Linked DNA regions of Mus musculus: region 2 is linked to region 1. Evidence: chromatin contacts called from public Hi-C data. All regions are on one chromosome and are shown on one strand. Each heading gives the region's core, a stretch centred on a gene start, on an enhancer-like site or on the middle of the called end of the contact. The rest is flanking DNA. Distances are from core to core; before and after follow the strand shown. Region 1 overlaps Gm31775 (a long non-coding RNA gene). Region 2 overlaps Zmiz1 (zinc finger, MIZ-type containing 1).

The links. A called contact is a pair of places that touch in the nucleus more often than the background predicts.
Region 2: a Hi-C map of the N1E-115 cell line shows a contact between it and region 1, with 2.5 times the contacts expected there. The contact joins two enhancer-like sites. A contact is called at or near these places in 2 of 484 Hi-C or Micro-C datasets (the N1E-115 cell line and embryonic retina) and 9 of 115 datasets of contacts at active chromatin or transcription factors (T-cell acute lymphoblastic leukemia, VIP interneurons, acute myeloid leukemia and 6 more).

Annotation. Positions count from the first base shown.
Region 1 is chr14:24,766,713-24,774,499 of GRCm38.p6, reverse strand. It overlaps Gm31775 (a long non-coding RNA gene), which reads right to left. Exons shown (of 3, transcript XR_874414.2): 3 at 1,791-1,970. Among named protein-coding and RNA genes, the nearest start is that of Gm31838, 10 kb to the left of the region's middle. Within about 2 kb of position 3,724, at least 47 of the 459 cell types and tissues checked have an H3K27ac peak or open chromatin away from gene starts, as enhancers often do. A contact at or near this core is called in the N1E-115 cell line, where this site is marked.
Region 2 is chr14:25,513,083-25,520,869 of GRCm38.p6, reverse strand. All of the region lies in intron 2 of Zmiz1 (zinc finger, MIZ-type containing 1), which reads right to left. Among named protein-coding and RNA genes, the nearest start is that of Mir3075, 17 kb to the left of the region's middle. Within about 2 kb of position 4,154, at least 189 of the 459 cell types and tissues checked have an H3K27ac peak or open chromatin away from gene starts, as enhancers often do. A contact at or near this core is called in the N1E-115 cell line, where this site is marked.

The DNA.
Region 1 (7,787 bases), core at 2,475-4,974:
GAAATGGCTTACAGTCTTGCCTATAGGCTGATCTTATAGACTGTATAGGATCTATAATATAGAGGTATTTTCTAGGTTAAGATTTCTTCTTCCCAGATGACTCCAGTTTGTATCAATTTGACATAAAAACTAGCCAACACAAGAGTCCAGATATGAACTCCAAAGAAACACCAGCGAAAGAAAAACTGCAGCCCCCAACAACTTTCCAGCTACCTATTGCAACAAGGAGAATGCATGGCAGGGAGGCAGGAAGGGGGACAGTTGATGGAGAGTCTCTACTCGATGTGAGCTACCACCTGGACGCTTCAAGCTCTGGAATGACTTGGAGATATGCTATTCCTATTCACAAGGTTGTTGTAAGGATATACTCACAGGAGTGGCTTCTCAAAGGTCCCTTCCTTGGGTGCCTCCCTTCCTGTTTGGTCCCGAGTCATCATCCAGGCATATGCTGAGCACCCCAGCTATGCTAAGCACCCAGGAGGCTGGGGAAAGCAAAGCCCATTCTCACTACCCTGCAGGTCAGAACACAAACCACGGCCAACAGATGAGCCAGTGATTACAAGCGTGCATGCTGCTGTGGAGAAGTCTCAAGTGGCCTGAGAGTCCAACTTATCTTCTGGGGTTCATGGAGAGACAGGGGTGGTCATGAAAGAATTCTGAGGAACAGTCATTCTCGTGAGAAGTAAGGACTGTGAGAAGAAAAGTTGGGGGGGGGGTCACACTCCATGACATGTATGTGGAGGTCAGAGGACTTGTCAAATTGGCTGTGTCACTGCATCACATGGGTTCTGAGGATCAAACTCAGGTTATCCGCCTCGATGACAGGCATCTATACCTCCCTGAGCCACCTCAGTAGCTCTGTATTTTAAATTTCAAAAGGAACATCTTGGGCTGGGGATGTGACTTGAATGAGTGCTTGCCCAGTGTACTGGCTGGTTTTGTGTGTCAACTTGACATAAGTTAGAGCCATCAAAGAGGAAGGAGCCTCCGTTGAGGAAATGTCTCCATAAGATGCAGCTATAAGGCATTTTCTCAATTAGTGACCGATTGAGGGGGGTAGCCCTGAGTTTTATAAGAAAGCAGGTTGGGCAAACCTTGGGAAGCAAGCCAGTAGGCAGCATTTCTTCATGGCCTCTGCATCAGCCTCTGCCTCCAGATCATGCCATTTCAGTTCCTTCAGTGATGCACAGCAATGTGGAAGTGCCAGCCAAATCAATCCTTTTCTCTCCAACTTGACTTTTGGCCATGTTGCTTTGTTGCAGCAAGAGAAACCTTAACTATGATATCTAGCGTACAGGGATCCGTAGGTTCTGTCTCCAGTACCACATGAAACTGGATGTAGTGGTATTCTGGTAATCCCATTTCTCAGGAAATAGAGGCAGGAGGATCAGAAGTTTACAGACTCATCCTCTCTTCCATAGTAAATTTGAAGTGACCCTAGTCTACACGAGACCCTGAACAAAAACCAAAGAACCTTAAAAATAGCTGAGAATATAGCTCAGTGGTAGATCATTTGCCTAACATAGATTTAATTCCCAGTTTCACAGAAACTGCAAAGTGGTACTTGTTTTCTTTTGTTATCCATGATGCTCTGGGTCCTCTCTGGGTCCCGACTGGATACAAAGCTTGGCAGAGTTCAGGCAACTGTTTAAAGTGCTGCAGTGTTCGCATATAGCCTGTCAAACCTTCCTTGGCACACAGAGTCAGATGCCTCAGTGCTCAGTGCTGTGGGAAGAGCTACGACACTGTGTTTTTTCCAGAAACAGTGAGGACAAAAAAGACAACCCATGTCCAGAGTAGATCTGACGTTTATTCCAAGTATGTTTGCTCCAGAATCAGTTGACCTTGGATTTGAACCCACAGACAGGGAAAGGGACACATGCTCCTTAAAGAGGAATCCTAAAGATATCTTCTGTGCCCACAGCGGAGGGTGGAAGTGGTGAGGCCAGTTAAGATGTCCATGGAACAATCTAGGGAAATGACAACCTTAGATTAGGCTAAGAAGTAGGCTTCCAGGAGAGAAGTGGCCATTGCTCATGGAAAAAGTACCCTCAGACCTGTGACCTGTGCAGCAGGGGTGAGGCGCTAAGACCACAGTGGAGGCTCTTTGTTTCACTTCCCTGAGTGGAGAAAGCTCAGCTGGGCAGCAAGCCAGGTGTGGAAAGAGAAGATGAAGCCATTTTCTGTTGGGTGTAGCCCTCTGCTTAGAGCAGAGATGTTAGCAAGGTTCACACAAATCACACAAGGCTTTCTCCAGCTTCCGGAGCTCTGGGCGCCCCTTGTCAGGAACTGACTCCCAGTGGGAACTAACAGAGAAATAATGGCTAATATTTCATCAGCGTGGCAGGAAGATCATCCCATGTTTCTAGAAACATTAAAAAAGAGACTGAGGCTTTGGAGGGAGAACAGCCCTGATTCTCATTAGCAATTGCAAATAAGAGTGCCCAAACACTGCTTGCTCTATGAGGCTTTTGTTTGTCTGCAAGAAAGAAAGTACCTGTTTCAGAGCCAAGAGACCCTGAGCTAGCACTCAGGAGCCTGGTAGGACCCTGCTGCTCACTTGCTCCCTTAGAGTCTCTAAGCAGCTCAGCTTCTGAGTATGTTGGAGGAGGAGGCTGAGGGACTCTTCCATTCAGAGGTGGGCATGAGTCACTTTCTGCAGAACATGGAGTGTTCTGCCAACTCAAGAGCAGATTCACCAACATGGGAAGGGCGTGGATGATATGTCTTGCTATTTCTGTGGAGTGCTCTCTCAAGACCTGAGCCCACTACATTCCAGACTCTATCCTGGACCACAATGGCTAAGATTCACAGCAGCAGGCACTATTGTAAGCTATTTGTATTTAATCCTCACAATAGCTCCAGGATATGGATACTTCCATATGCCTGGTTTAGAGAGGAAGAAGGTAAGCTGAAAGGAGGCAGATTCAGTTGGCCGAGTGAATCCCACCGCCCATCTGCCCATCTGACTTCCTGCCTATCTTACTTTCCAACACTCTTACCCTCACCTTGTCCTGCCTCTTGAGACCTGTGAGTCTCCAAAGGTCTTTCACACACTCCCAGCTGAAGTTTGGGTGTAAGCCCAGAAAAGAACTGAGGTTCCCAAAGCCCCCAAAGACCTGGGTGCAAATCCTGCTGCTACCACTTGGGGACACACAGCCCTGAGCATCTTTTGGCTTACGTGGGTATTTTTTTCAATTGATTGTGTTCTAGCATGACTTGTGCAGAGAAAGAAGGTTGGTTGAGGAGAAGCCAGGCTCTGGGGTGGGCCAGATGCTCTCCCACCAGCCTCCTCTCTGGCCACTCACTAAAGGGATCCTCAGGCTCCTTGAAATACTCTGTTCCCCTCATGGGCTTTAGTCTTTGTCTCCCAGCCTCAGGCCACCTCTGCTAGGAAGCCCTCCATCATTCTATGCCTTGAGTGCTCCTCTCCAGGCATCCAGGGCTCTCTGGACCTGCCATCCATCTGGAAATACAGCACACAATGGCTACCCGATATTTCAGGGTATCACAACTTCTGCTGTCACTAAGGGTAGGAGGATGACGATGGTCAATTTCTTCAGCTTGCATTCAAAACATCCCCCTTCCCCAGTCTTCATGCTCTGGAGAAGCCTGTGACCTCATTTCTGTAACCTCCCCCATCCATTGTCCCTATGCACACACAGGACCTTTGTCCAAACCCACTTCCCAGCCCCCCACCCAGGGGCCAGGAGGGGGGGTACATTCTGAAATACAAGGATATTCTTGCCAAACTGCCCTGGGGACAGTCCTTGAAAGGGAGACCTGAGGCCAGGCAGAGGGGTCAGGTTACTAGAGAGATAATCTGATTATATCCAGTCAATGGGGGTGGGGGGTGGGGGTGGGGAGGGAGAACCAGAGCCTTGAGCCTGGAAAAACTGGAGAAATAAACCAACCAGGAAGCCCCAAGTGGGGACGGAATGCAGAAGCCAAAAGTCCTGAGTCGCCCTTTCCACTTCACCCTCATCCGAACCTCCAAACCTGGGGTCCCTAAACAGGCTACGATGCCTCTCAGAAGGCCAGTATCTTATTGTAAGCCAGGCTAGGCCCCTTCCTCCTTTCCCCAGGTCCTCCAAGGGATCCCATGTGAAGCTCAAGGGGAGGGCCAAGTCCTAAGCTCCCTGAGCAGTCTAAATGTGGCTTCTCTTTATCCCCTCTCCATACATCAAGCAGAGTAAAGTGGCCCCAGTGCTCTCTGGGGGGCTGGTGAGCACCCCCAGCCCGGCAGCAAGCAGCTGGCCTGTCAACCTGAGAGGGAAGCCGCCCCCAGGGAGGCTCCTAATTTAATCAGCTTCACAAATCAGCTCGATGGGCTTAATTGATCTCTTTCGCTCCTAATATTGTCGCTGTCACTGTCTGAGTTGTGTCTTCCCAGCTAGCCCTGTGCATCAGGCTCAGCTCAGACAGCTGGAGGGGGTGGGGAGGGTGCATCCGTCAGCCTGAGTCCCAGAGACACCTTCAAGGGATATGAACAGGAAACTGAGAAGGGCAAACAAAGCCAGAGACCTTCCTAGAGAACTAGGCTCCCATGGGTCACCTGTCTGGTGCCTCAGACACACACTTGAGGGCCCACTTGAGCTTCAGTTTTCTCATTTATAAAAAGCACAGTAATCTACCCTTTACAATTTATGTTCCCCACGTGTTTGCTCAATGTGTGTTCTAGGCATGGTGGTAGGTAGACCTAAGGAGCAATAGTAAGCGGAAACGAACCTGTCCTGACACCTGTTGGGCTAACAGATGTCCTCCCCCAGGGTGACACCCTCTGTGGAGCATACAGTGTAGAGAAGGCCACTGATGTTGACATGGTAAGCATATGAAACACTCAGGATATACAGAATGCAGTAGGCTGAAGAGGATAGCCCTGGTGCTAATGCAGTAGGCTGAAGAGGATGGCCCTGGTGCTGGGGGTCAGGGACAGGGGAGAGGGGAGGAAGGGCTTCCAGCTGAAGTGATGCTTAGCCAGAGATGGAAAAGAGAAAGAGAAAGCCCTTCCCAGACAAAAGCCTCTCTGAAGGCTGGCTCAAGCTGACCAGTATAGACAGAGGCTGAGTGTTCAGGGTACAGGTCAGACAAAGTCAGAGCAGGAACTTCTAGACCACTGGACTCCTACTTTGTCGGAGATACCCTCATGAGAACGGTGTTTATTGTCTCCCATGAAGCACACACTCTTTTTACCTGCATGTAAGTAATTTAAAAGATTGATGAGACAGTCACCCTTCCCACATTAAGTGTGACTATACATAACACACACAAGCACACCTACAGAGAGAGAGAGAGAGAGAGAGAGAGAGAGAGAGAGAGAGAGGGAGAGAGGGAGAGAGAGAGAGAGAGAGAGAGAGAGAGAGAGAGAGAGAGAGAGATATTCTAGCCTGTTCTCTTTCTTTAAGACTATGCAGGTCAGGAGCCACAGCATTGATTTCCAGTCCTTTGTATGTGTGTATGTGTATGTTTGGGGGGCGGGGGCGGGGGTGGTGGTGAAGGAATGGTATGTTCTGCTGGTTTTGCAGACACTATTTGGGAATCCTAATTGAACCTCAGAAGCCATGGGATACTTCGGTTCTGTTCTCTGGGGTGATCTAATGGCATTGTTGGTTGAAGTGTCACCTGACTGCTTCATGGGAGTCATTTGGAGAACAGGAATGGAGGCAAGGAGGCCCCAGGAGCAAGGCTGGAGGCCCCAGGAGCAAGGCTGGAGGCCACAGGAGGAAGGCTGGAGGCGGAGCTCATTTGGATTGACAGCTCTGTAAACTAAATGGGGTACCAGCTCAGATCCCATATCCTAAAATCTGAGATACAAGGCTATGTGTGGAAAGTTACACACCTGACCTCTCTTGCCAGGCTTCAGTACAAACACAGGCAGACTAACAGACTTAGTGAAATTGCTCCAATGCTACATATAGAGGCTATGCAAAACAGCAACTTTTATGTTTACATTTGATGCCAATCCCCAAGATGTCTCATTACATGTATGCAAACACTCCAGAAGCTGGGTGGAGGGGTCTGAATTCAAAAATATTTTTAGCCCCAAGAATTTGATATTAAGCTTGGAGAAGGAGTGGAAAATATGCCAATTAAAAACATGTGTTAGCCAGGTACGGCAGCTCATAATCCTAGAACTGGCTGAGATTGGAGAATTACTGTGAGCTCAAGGCCAGTTTGGGCCACAAAATAGGTTTCAAATCAACCCAGGTCAGCCTGCCACAAAACAGCAGCAGCAGCAGCAACAAAACCCAGCTCCCTCTCCAAATCTTCACCCAGGCAGCCCGCGTACAGATGCCAGCTGTGTAGCTGCCGAGATGGATTCTTGAGCTATTTCTGCTCAATATCTGAACTGCAAAGTGGATTCTAGGAGTCCTTTCCACCTACACTCTCCTAAAGCCATAGTCAAAGCAAAAAAAACAACAGCCCATATGCTCATCTGAGTGTTTGGCCCACAGCAAGTGCTCAACGTGTCAGAGTTACTAATATAAAGAGACCCATCAGAGCTCAGCCGCTCCTGGATGGTTCTCCCTGTGAGATCATGAGGGAGCAATGGCCTGATGACATCTGGTCCAGTAGGGGTTTCTAGAACCATAGTGGATTTCTTTTTATTTAAGTTGATTTTGAACTTGCTGAAGCTCTAAGGTTTTGTTTTGTTTTTGTGGCAATCGGAGAGACAAGGAATACCACAAAGTCACACCATGCAACAGACCTCACTCGAGAGATTTATTGGAAGGCAAGATGCGGATAGCCAAAACCCAAGTTTGTGCTCCAAACCCCCCATTAAAAAAAGCCAGGCATGGTGTCATATGCCATAATTCCAGGGCTGAGAAGGCAGGGAGAGAAAAGGCCCTGGGCTTGCTGGCCAGCCAGCCTCACTGAATTAGCAAGTTCTACAACAGTGAGAGACCTTGTCTCAAAAACAAGGTAGAACCATACCTGAGCTTGACCTCTTACCCCACTGCACCACCACGACTTACATGTGCGCACTCTCGAGGGTTCACACACGCACAAAACCTTTATCATGATAATGTGAGTCTCCAACACCAATCCCCATTGATAAATGTTTTAATGACAAATCAAGGTCACAGTACATGATTCTCAGTTGCTTACATTCCACAAAGTGAACGCCTTTGGCCCCAGAAATAAACTACAGAAAAATCCCTTTACAAAAAGTTTGTGAATTCACAGGGCTTAGAATAATGCAGCCTGTGGTGCGTGGAGAGTGTCTGCTAGCCCTCGTTCCTCTCTGCCCTGCTCTGCTCCTGTTCTAAAGCTGTAAATCTACCCTCATCAGGCAATGAAGACTGGATATATCCAAAATCTTCTCTGGGAGGACTCAGTACAGTGTTGTGGCCTTTGATGACCAAGGGAGGGGGCTATAGGCTGGACTTTACATCTACAGATTTGTACGATGGTAGCCAGAAAACTGTCCAACCTGGCAACCCTAGGGGCCCTCCAAGTTTGGTGAACATCTCTTGTCATAGTTAGTTTCATTAACTTGACACAAACCTAAACACATCTAGGAAGAGGGAAGCTCGACCAAGGAATTGCCTCCTTCCCATTGGCCCATGTATGTGTCTGAGGAGTATATTCTCGGTTAATGATTGATGTAGGAGGACTCAGCTCTCTGTAGGCAGAGCCATTCCTGGACAGTTTGGTCCTAGGTTGTTTAAGAAAGGTAGCAGAGCCACAAGACCAAGTCAATAAGGAGTGTTCCTCTGTGGTTTTTGTTCTAAAATCCTGTCCTAGCTTCCCTCAATGATGAGCCTTAAGCTAAATAAGCCCTC
Region 2 (7,787 bases), core at 2,905-5,404, 750 kb before region 1:
AAGCACCGGGGAGGGGGTGGCATGGGCACCCACTGTTGTTCCTCTGCCCATCTGCCGTAGGGCACATGAAGGGCCTGCAGGGTCATTAGAGAGGTAGGAGATGATGACTCAGGGATTCTGGGTCCAGCACACTGCCAACATGGGGCAGTCGCAGCTTCCAAAGTCCTGCCAGGGTAGCAAGAGAGGAACACCTCTCCCTCCCCCATCCTCGGCAGCAACAAGTACTCTTTTTGTAGCTCACTAGCCTTGCTCTGGCCCAGAGGAGACATACTGAGAAAGAGCCCAGGTAAGAAAAGAAAACAATCACGGGATAGAACACAGTTCCCTGCCAAGGCAGAGTGCCGTGACTACTGGGCTGGCTTTCTAACCCTTCGGCAGCCCGGAAGAGTGGCTCTCTTTTAAAGCAGAGATCAGCTCTTGCTCAGGGATAAGATAGGGGTCTTTCCCTTGCATTGCCTCCTTGAGCCCCGTGACTTGGACATGTGCTACGGGGAGGGGCATAACATTGAGCTCAAGAGCCCTAGATGGGCAGGAGCTCAGAATGGTCCAACAGGACTTTTCAAGGAGTGAGAAGTAGGCAAGCCTGAAGGCCTGGTGGGGCCTCGGCAGATGTACAGAGGTCCAGGACATAGGCTCACTGGCAGCCCAGTGGGAGCCCTAAGGTCCTCTCCACCTGTAGAGCGGAAGGAAGTCTCCAGGCTCTTCTCCCTCTCTAACAGCCGGCTCTGAATACCGCTCCCCTGTTAAGGCCTCCGAGCCTTTGTGTTTGCTCCCTCTGTTCCCTCTGTATCCAGGTGCCCTTCCCTGCTCTCCCATTCACATCCCTCTGACCACTTAGAACTGGCTCTGCTCTCCTCTGTCTCCCTAGCTGCCCCCTCCTGACATGACATCCATTCCTGTCCCTTCCCCATCTGTCCTCCTCCCCAGGGCCAGATGGCTGTGACTCAGACTCCTGGCCTCCACACTCTCCACAAGCTCTCTCAGGGTGACCTCATTGGCTGCATCGCTTGCAACACCAGTTATAAACAATTCCCAAATGTGTCTCCCCAGCAGGGCCTGTCACGGCGCCCCTTTCCAGACTCAGGTCTAGCTGCTTCCTGGCTCCGCCCTCTGAGGCTCAAAGGTGCAGTGCCTCCACCCATCCAGAGTAAAGTGCCTGCTTGGGTACCAACTCTGAACTCCCCAGTAGTCCAGGGGCTGGGAAAATGTCAACCTCCCTTCTCTGGCTCTGTCCCAAATCCACCAGTCTGCCCTGACCATCCTTGATCCACAGGGTCCTCCATCCGAGTCCACAGCAAGCCCGATGCAACGTTTCAGCAACATTTAAATTGGGAAGCAGCTCATCTCTTCCTAGGACCTGGCAACAAGGTTCCTAGGACCTGGACCACCACCTCTCTTTATCCCCTATCTCCAATTGAGACCCTCCTCCCTCCCCCACCGCCCTAGTTCCAAACTCACAAGAGGCCACCCTTAATGAGCCATCAGAGCCCCCTGCCCCACATGGCATGACACGTCTCTTTCCTGCCTGCATCTTTTTTTTTTTTTTTTTTTTTTAAAACAGGGTTTCTCTGTATAGCCCTGGCTGCCCTGGACTCACTTTGTAGACCAGGCTGGCCTCAAACTCAGAAATCCGCCTGCCTTTGCCTCCAAGTGCTGGGATCAAAGGCTTATGCCACCATGTCCGGCTTCCTGCCTGCTTCTTAAATCCCAGCCTCAAGCAGGTGAGCAACAAGCTGAGTTCAATCCACATGCTTGTTGAGACCTATAAATGTCCTCAGTTGTAAACAAACAAATAAACAAACAAACAACTAAATGAATAAAATACTACCATTACCTGACACACAGTATTCTCAGGGTCACTCGCTATCCTTGTCTCCTCAAAAGCATAAAATCACCGTCACGGGACAACCAGTTAGTTGTATTCCCATTATTTATCCCCCATGTCAAAAGCACCTGCCACAGAACCAACCCCCAGTCAGACATTGCACCACACCCAGCCCTCCTCACCTGCTGGTCCAGTGAGACACTGCACAGCCCTGAGGATCAACCTCAAGGGAGTAGAGCTGACTCTGGCGATCCAGAGTCTGCATGCTGGGCCCTCCTGGGACATGCTGGAGCTGCTCTTCCAGAAGCCACCTGTGTGGGTGGCCATGTGCATGTGAGGGCACCTCCATGTGCCCACGGGAAGCTGGAGGCCAGAGTCATTGGATCCCCCTAGTATTACAGGCAGTGTGAGTGCTGGAAAGCAAAGTTAGGTCCTCGGGAAGAGTAGTATATGCTCTTAACCATGGAGCCTTACTTATTTAATTTTTGTATGCGTTTGTGTGCACATAAGGTCAGTGTTGAGTGTCTTCTGTATTCACTCTCCATATTCTTTGTGTGTGTATGTGTGTGTGTATGTGTTTGTTTTTGAGACATGGTGTCTTACTATGTCTTACCAGCTCTGACTTGCCTGGAACTCACTCTGAAGACCAGGCTAGCCTTGAATTCACGGAGATCTGCCCGCTTCTGCCTCCCTAGTGGTGGGATTAAAGGTGTCTGCCACTACACCTGGTTTTCCACATTGGTCTTTTGAGACAGGGTCTTTCACTGAACCTGGAGCTCACCAGTTCTGCTTGACTGGCCAGCTGCTGAGCCTCAGGGCTACCTGTCTACCTGTCTCCACCTCCCCATCCTCCAGACTCAGTGTGTAGCAGAGGAGAGCCACAGATAGTTAGGTATTTCTAATGCATTTCTCTTATTCTTTAATAAATACACAGCATAAATAAATAAAACAAAATTTATGTTCTTTCGGGTTCTGATTTTAGAATCTAGTCACAAATGTCTTAAGTTTCTTGGGCCAAATTTCTACAAACTCACTACAGTGAAGTTTTGGCAGAAGAGTGTTTGCAGAGAAAACAAAGCAGAGAGGTTAGTGCCTGCCCTGAGCATATGACAAAGCCTAGGTCTCGGGTGCTGGGAGCGTTCAGCAGCAGCCTCTCTCCAGCCCATGCCTAGCCCTACACAATCTCTGGGCTTGGTAAAGAACCTCTAGAGAATGAGGCGACTGGATGAAGATGGCAATGCTGAAGTCTGGGATCCAAGATGGTGTCCTTTCCCAGGATTCCCTGAAGCCCTCCTCTTTCTTCCATCAGCCTCCTCTGGTGATCGTTGGCAGGGGCTAGAAGCATCAATCTCTCTTTGGATCATACCAGGAGCTCCAAGCATACCCCTGATGCTACAACCTCATTCCTGAGCCTTGATTCTGTGGACTCTAGCACAGGCCCCAGCCTTCTTTTGACCTTGGTCTCCCTATATATTTGTCTTTGGGATAGGCCTCGATGGTGTTGGTTCTAGGGCCTCACAGTTCTAGGGCCATCTGGGGCTTTGCAGCTGGAGACCCTGGCTGGGCCCCACTGCCTGCCTTCCTGCTGAGAACAGGATGTGGGTGTCAGGAGGTGAGGAGAGCATGGGGCCGGGTTGGGAGTGGCCTTGGGTTGGGACTTCCTGAAGCCAGATCGGTTTACCACAGTCAGTTGGGCTCAGGACCGCACAGCTGTGAGTTATAAATGGCCCTCTCAGAGCAGGGTCTAGAGGCCCTGATGCCAGTGGAGGCAGCAAGTGTCCATAGTGCCTACCCAGGGGTCTTCCCCAGCTAACGGCCTAGCCTCTGGAAGCCAGTTCTATCTGTCCTGCCCTCTCGAGCTATGAGTTCTCTTTATACCTCACTCTGAGATTACTGATAAGGGGGCTGACACCATCTTCTCCTTAGCCTTCAAGTGAGAATCCTGTGGTCTTGGTGACTAGGGAGATCCTTTTGAGCAAGGCCAATGACCTGACACAGGACACAGGGTCCCTGACACCAAACTGGGCACACAGCCAGCTACTCCAACGACAACCCAACAACTCAGCAACCTGCTTCCCATAGCCTAACTGCCTTCCAGTGCCCGCACCAGAGCATACACAGGGGAGGAGGGAGAGAGAGTACCGAGGTCTCAGCCTGCTTGCAGTGGCCCTCAGCTTAGCAAAGCAGCAGCAACTCGGCCTAGCGCCAGGCCTTGGTGTGATTCGCATCCCCGGCAGGAGGTGTTCTGAGGGCCCCTTCCCCCTGTGGGCTGCCTGGAATCAATCCTTCAGGCCATGCTCAGCCTGGGGCACACCACATGGTCAAGAATAAGAGGGACAGTGCCTCCTACTGGGACCAGTGAAGGGGGACACAGAAACAGGCACAGTGGCAAACTGTAGTTCAGGTCTATGACAGCTGAAGTTTATGGCATTTTGGAGGCCCTCTTGAAAAAATATGTAAAATTGTAAATGCCTATTTAGAGTTAGAAAAATCAGAACAAACTCCTGGATCCTCAGGGATCCAAATCCCATTTCTGGTGAGGCTTCTTTAAATGACTGACCAGAAATACTTATAGCGAGAAGCTCCCAATTACAACTTGTGACACCTCTCTACCTGTAACACTCCACAGCTCCCAGGAACTCCAAGTCTCCAGCCAGCTTCTCCCTAACTTTGCCAATCATCATCATGGTAACGAAACTGTTAATACCGACTAACTTAGGGCCATTAGCTGTACCATTCTAAGTACTTTATGTCAACTGACTCATTTAGTCTCATGACATCCTGGGAAGTACACGCTGTACCCATTTTAAAAGATGAGGAAACATAGAGGGACACGAAGAAAACAGCTCAAGGTCACCGCCAGGATAGGAACCCAGACAGGCTGGCACTGTGCCCTGACCAGTCCTCTCGGCCACCGCACCGAGAAGCTGGAGAGACTCCAAAAGCAGCAGCAGCAGCAGCAGCAGCAGCAGCAGCAGCAGCAACCAAGGGCAGATGCTAAGTATACCCATTCATGTATGCATTCATCCATGAACGACATCACTGATTCATCCCACCTGGCACCAACGCCTCAGCGAGTGAACAGGCCCCCTGCTCTGCCTCACCATACTGGGTCTTCTGCATAGGCAGAAATGGATGCTGCCTCCGCTTGCCAGGGCAGATAGATAGATAGGGTTTGGAGCGGGAGAGACCTTAGACATGGACAGGGCTGGTAGTGGGGTGGTGGAAGGGGCTGCTCAACGTCACCCAGCATGCTGCCAGGTTCTATCCCACATCAGAGAGAAGAAGTGGCTGGAGAGGAGTGGCCACAGGGGCCAGCCTGTAAGAACAGTGAGCTCCTGAGAGGTCTGCAGCTAGTCCTTTGGAGGGCAGGGAGAATTGCTGGAAGCCTGGGGTCATGAAGTCAAATGATGGTGGAACAGGCTAGCTGGTGGCTGATGGAGGAGGAACAGGAGGAAGAAGAGGAGGAAGAAGGGGAGGAGGAAGAGGAGGAGGAGGGAGGGGAGGAGGAAGGGGAGGAGGAAGAGGAAGAGGAGGAGGAGGTAGTGACAGGTGTCTTTGGCCATTCCAGCCATGCCTTTGTTCTTCCCTCGCCTCCCATTTTCCCCTAAGGCCTCCAGGACCACCCAAGGGTTGATGAACTGAGGGTGTCTGGTAGCACTGGGGGGGGGTCCCCTCCCACAGATAGCATATCAGGAAGTGGGTGGCCCAGGGATCTATCCATGTCCCACAGTATACCATGATTGCTCTGAGCACTTCCCAAGGAGCACTCTGCAGGAGGCTCTCAGATGTCTCTCAGGCCCACCATCTCCTACGGAACAGAGGAGGAGACCAAGGTCTCAGAAGCAGCAGGCAAGATGAAAACCCTGGCTAGAAGCCACCAGAGCCTTGGAGCTGTTCAGCCTTAGTGTCTTGAGACAGGCTTGGAAGACAGATAGACAGTAGGGAGCCAGCCAGGGGCTCATTGACCTCCTATCTACAGCCTATGACACCAGAAAGGCCAAGACATAGGCCTGTGCCCTGTGTCAAGTGACCTTGGGCAGGAAGCTACTCCACAGGTCCTCCCACTCTCACTCTGCATATGGCCAAGAGAGTAAGGGAGACTCTGGAATGACCTGGGAGTGCTGTCTGCACCTAGGATAAAGTAAGGTATCTACAGATCAGGGAATGGCAGTCAGGACTCAGGTCTCCGGATTCCCAATGCCAGGGACTGGCTCTGACTTGGAAGTCATCGTCACCCGGGCTCTTTCAGTGTGTCCCCCTCCTTTGTCACCAGATACGGCAAGCCCATCTGCATTCCACCTAAATTATTTATGTATCATTATTTAAATCATTTTAAACCAATCACCTTCTTTTTTATATAGCCTCATCTAAAGTACTATCGTCTGCCAAATCATGGGTCTTATATACTAATTATACATATTTTCTAATCCACATGAAAATAAATACATAATATTAAAAAATGTGAAATCAGCCCCACACCTGCTTCCCGGCACATCAGTGTGCAGGGCCTGGGAGAGTGCAGGCTTGTTGTTCAGGAGCCTCTGTTCAGGTGGGGCGGATGTGTCCATGAGCACTAGGGCTGCTGTGGAGCCAGAGCACAGGTGGGAAGTGAGAGGAGACAGAGATTTCTAGAAGAGCACAGGGGCTTAGCTGGGCTGCCCCTTTCTTCCATAGGACGGACGGTTTGAGCCCCAAGTTCTTAGTCCATTTCCCAAGACGTGCACAGCACACTAGCTGAATCCTAGAAGGTAAGTCCACACAGCAGAAATAGACATCACCTCTCGCTGGGAGATGGGGGGTGTCTCAATCTCCCCATAAGTATAGAGGCCGGGCACTCCCCCAGCTCCATCAGTCAGACTGCAGCTTAAGCACTCATGGTTGCTTATACTAAATGTTCCTGGTGAACCCCTGCACCCCAGACAGGCCCCCTGACCACTTTCCCCCAACACCCCCAGGAACCTTTAGTGCATCTGAGTTCTAAGGCTGGGCGGGGGCGGGGGAGGGGGAGACAAGGTCATCATGTGTGACAGCCACAAGATTAGACAATCAGCTAATCACCAGCAAATCTGAATCCCATCTTTACATAGAACAAATATAGTATTTACGTAAAAGTTGTTAAGAGTTCCTCTTTTTAATTAGCAGAAATAAATGCAAGATGAATGGTAACTAGGCAGCTGGCGGATTTAGTAGCACAGTCACGCCTGCAGTAGTACTCCAGTCCTTACACACAGCGCTCCTGGGGTGCGGCAGACCCTACGTGTACACAGTATTTATAAAAACCAAAGTACACAGGGCCAGAGAACATTGCCTGGCCTTGCTGGATGGCAAAGGTCCTGGCAGTGTGCAGGGCCCAAGAGGGGAGAAGCCAAGATGCCCAGCAGGGAGGAGGGGCTGTGAAGATACCACCAAGGCCCCACGGGTCTATTTCAGGCCTGGCATGTGTCTAGAGCAGCCCGGAATGGACCTCCCCAGCAGGAAGTAGACTAGCGGACAAGGGAAAGGTAGCAGCTGTCTTGACCCTCCTGACTCTTTCTCTGCTCTGGCTGCTTATTTCTTTGGCTGGCCCTGGATATTTACTGGGTATTTCTCAAGCTGCTACCTGAGGTCCATACAGAGAAAGGGAATTTTTTCTTTCTTTCTTCCCGAAGCTCCCGAGGAACTAGATCCAGGGGTAATGCTCTCAACACATTGGCACTGAGAAGTTCCTGGCCAGAGGAGCACCCAGTGTTGGCGGGAGCCAGGGAAAGAAGTCCAGAGGAAGAGATAGAGATGGGAATTGGGTTTCCAAGGATGCATAGAAGGGAGTGTAACAAACACAGGTGAAGAGCGGCAGTTGCTATGCTCATGAGTGCCCAGGCTCATGGAGGTGGGAGAAGGAAACAGGGTCTTGGATGCCAGAATAAGGCCTCCTAGAGAGGGCCACTCAGAGAGATGCTCAGCCTCCCCCTTGGCTGGTCTT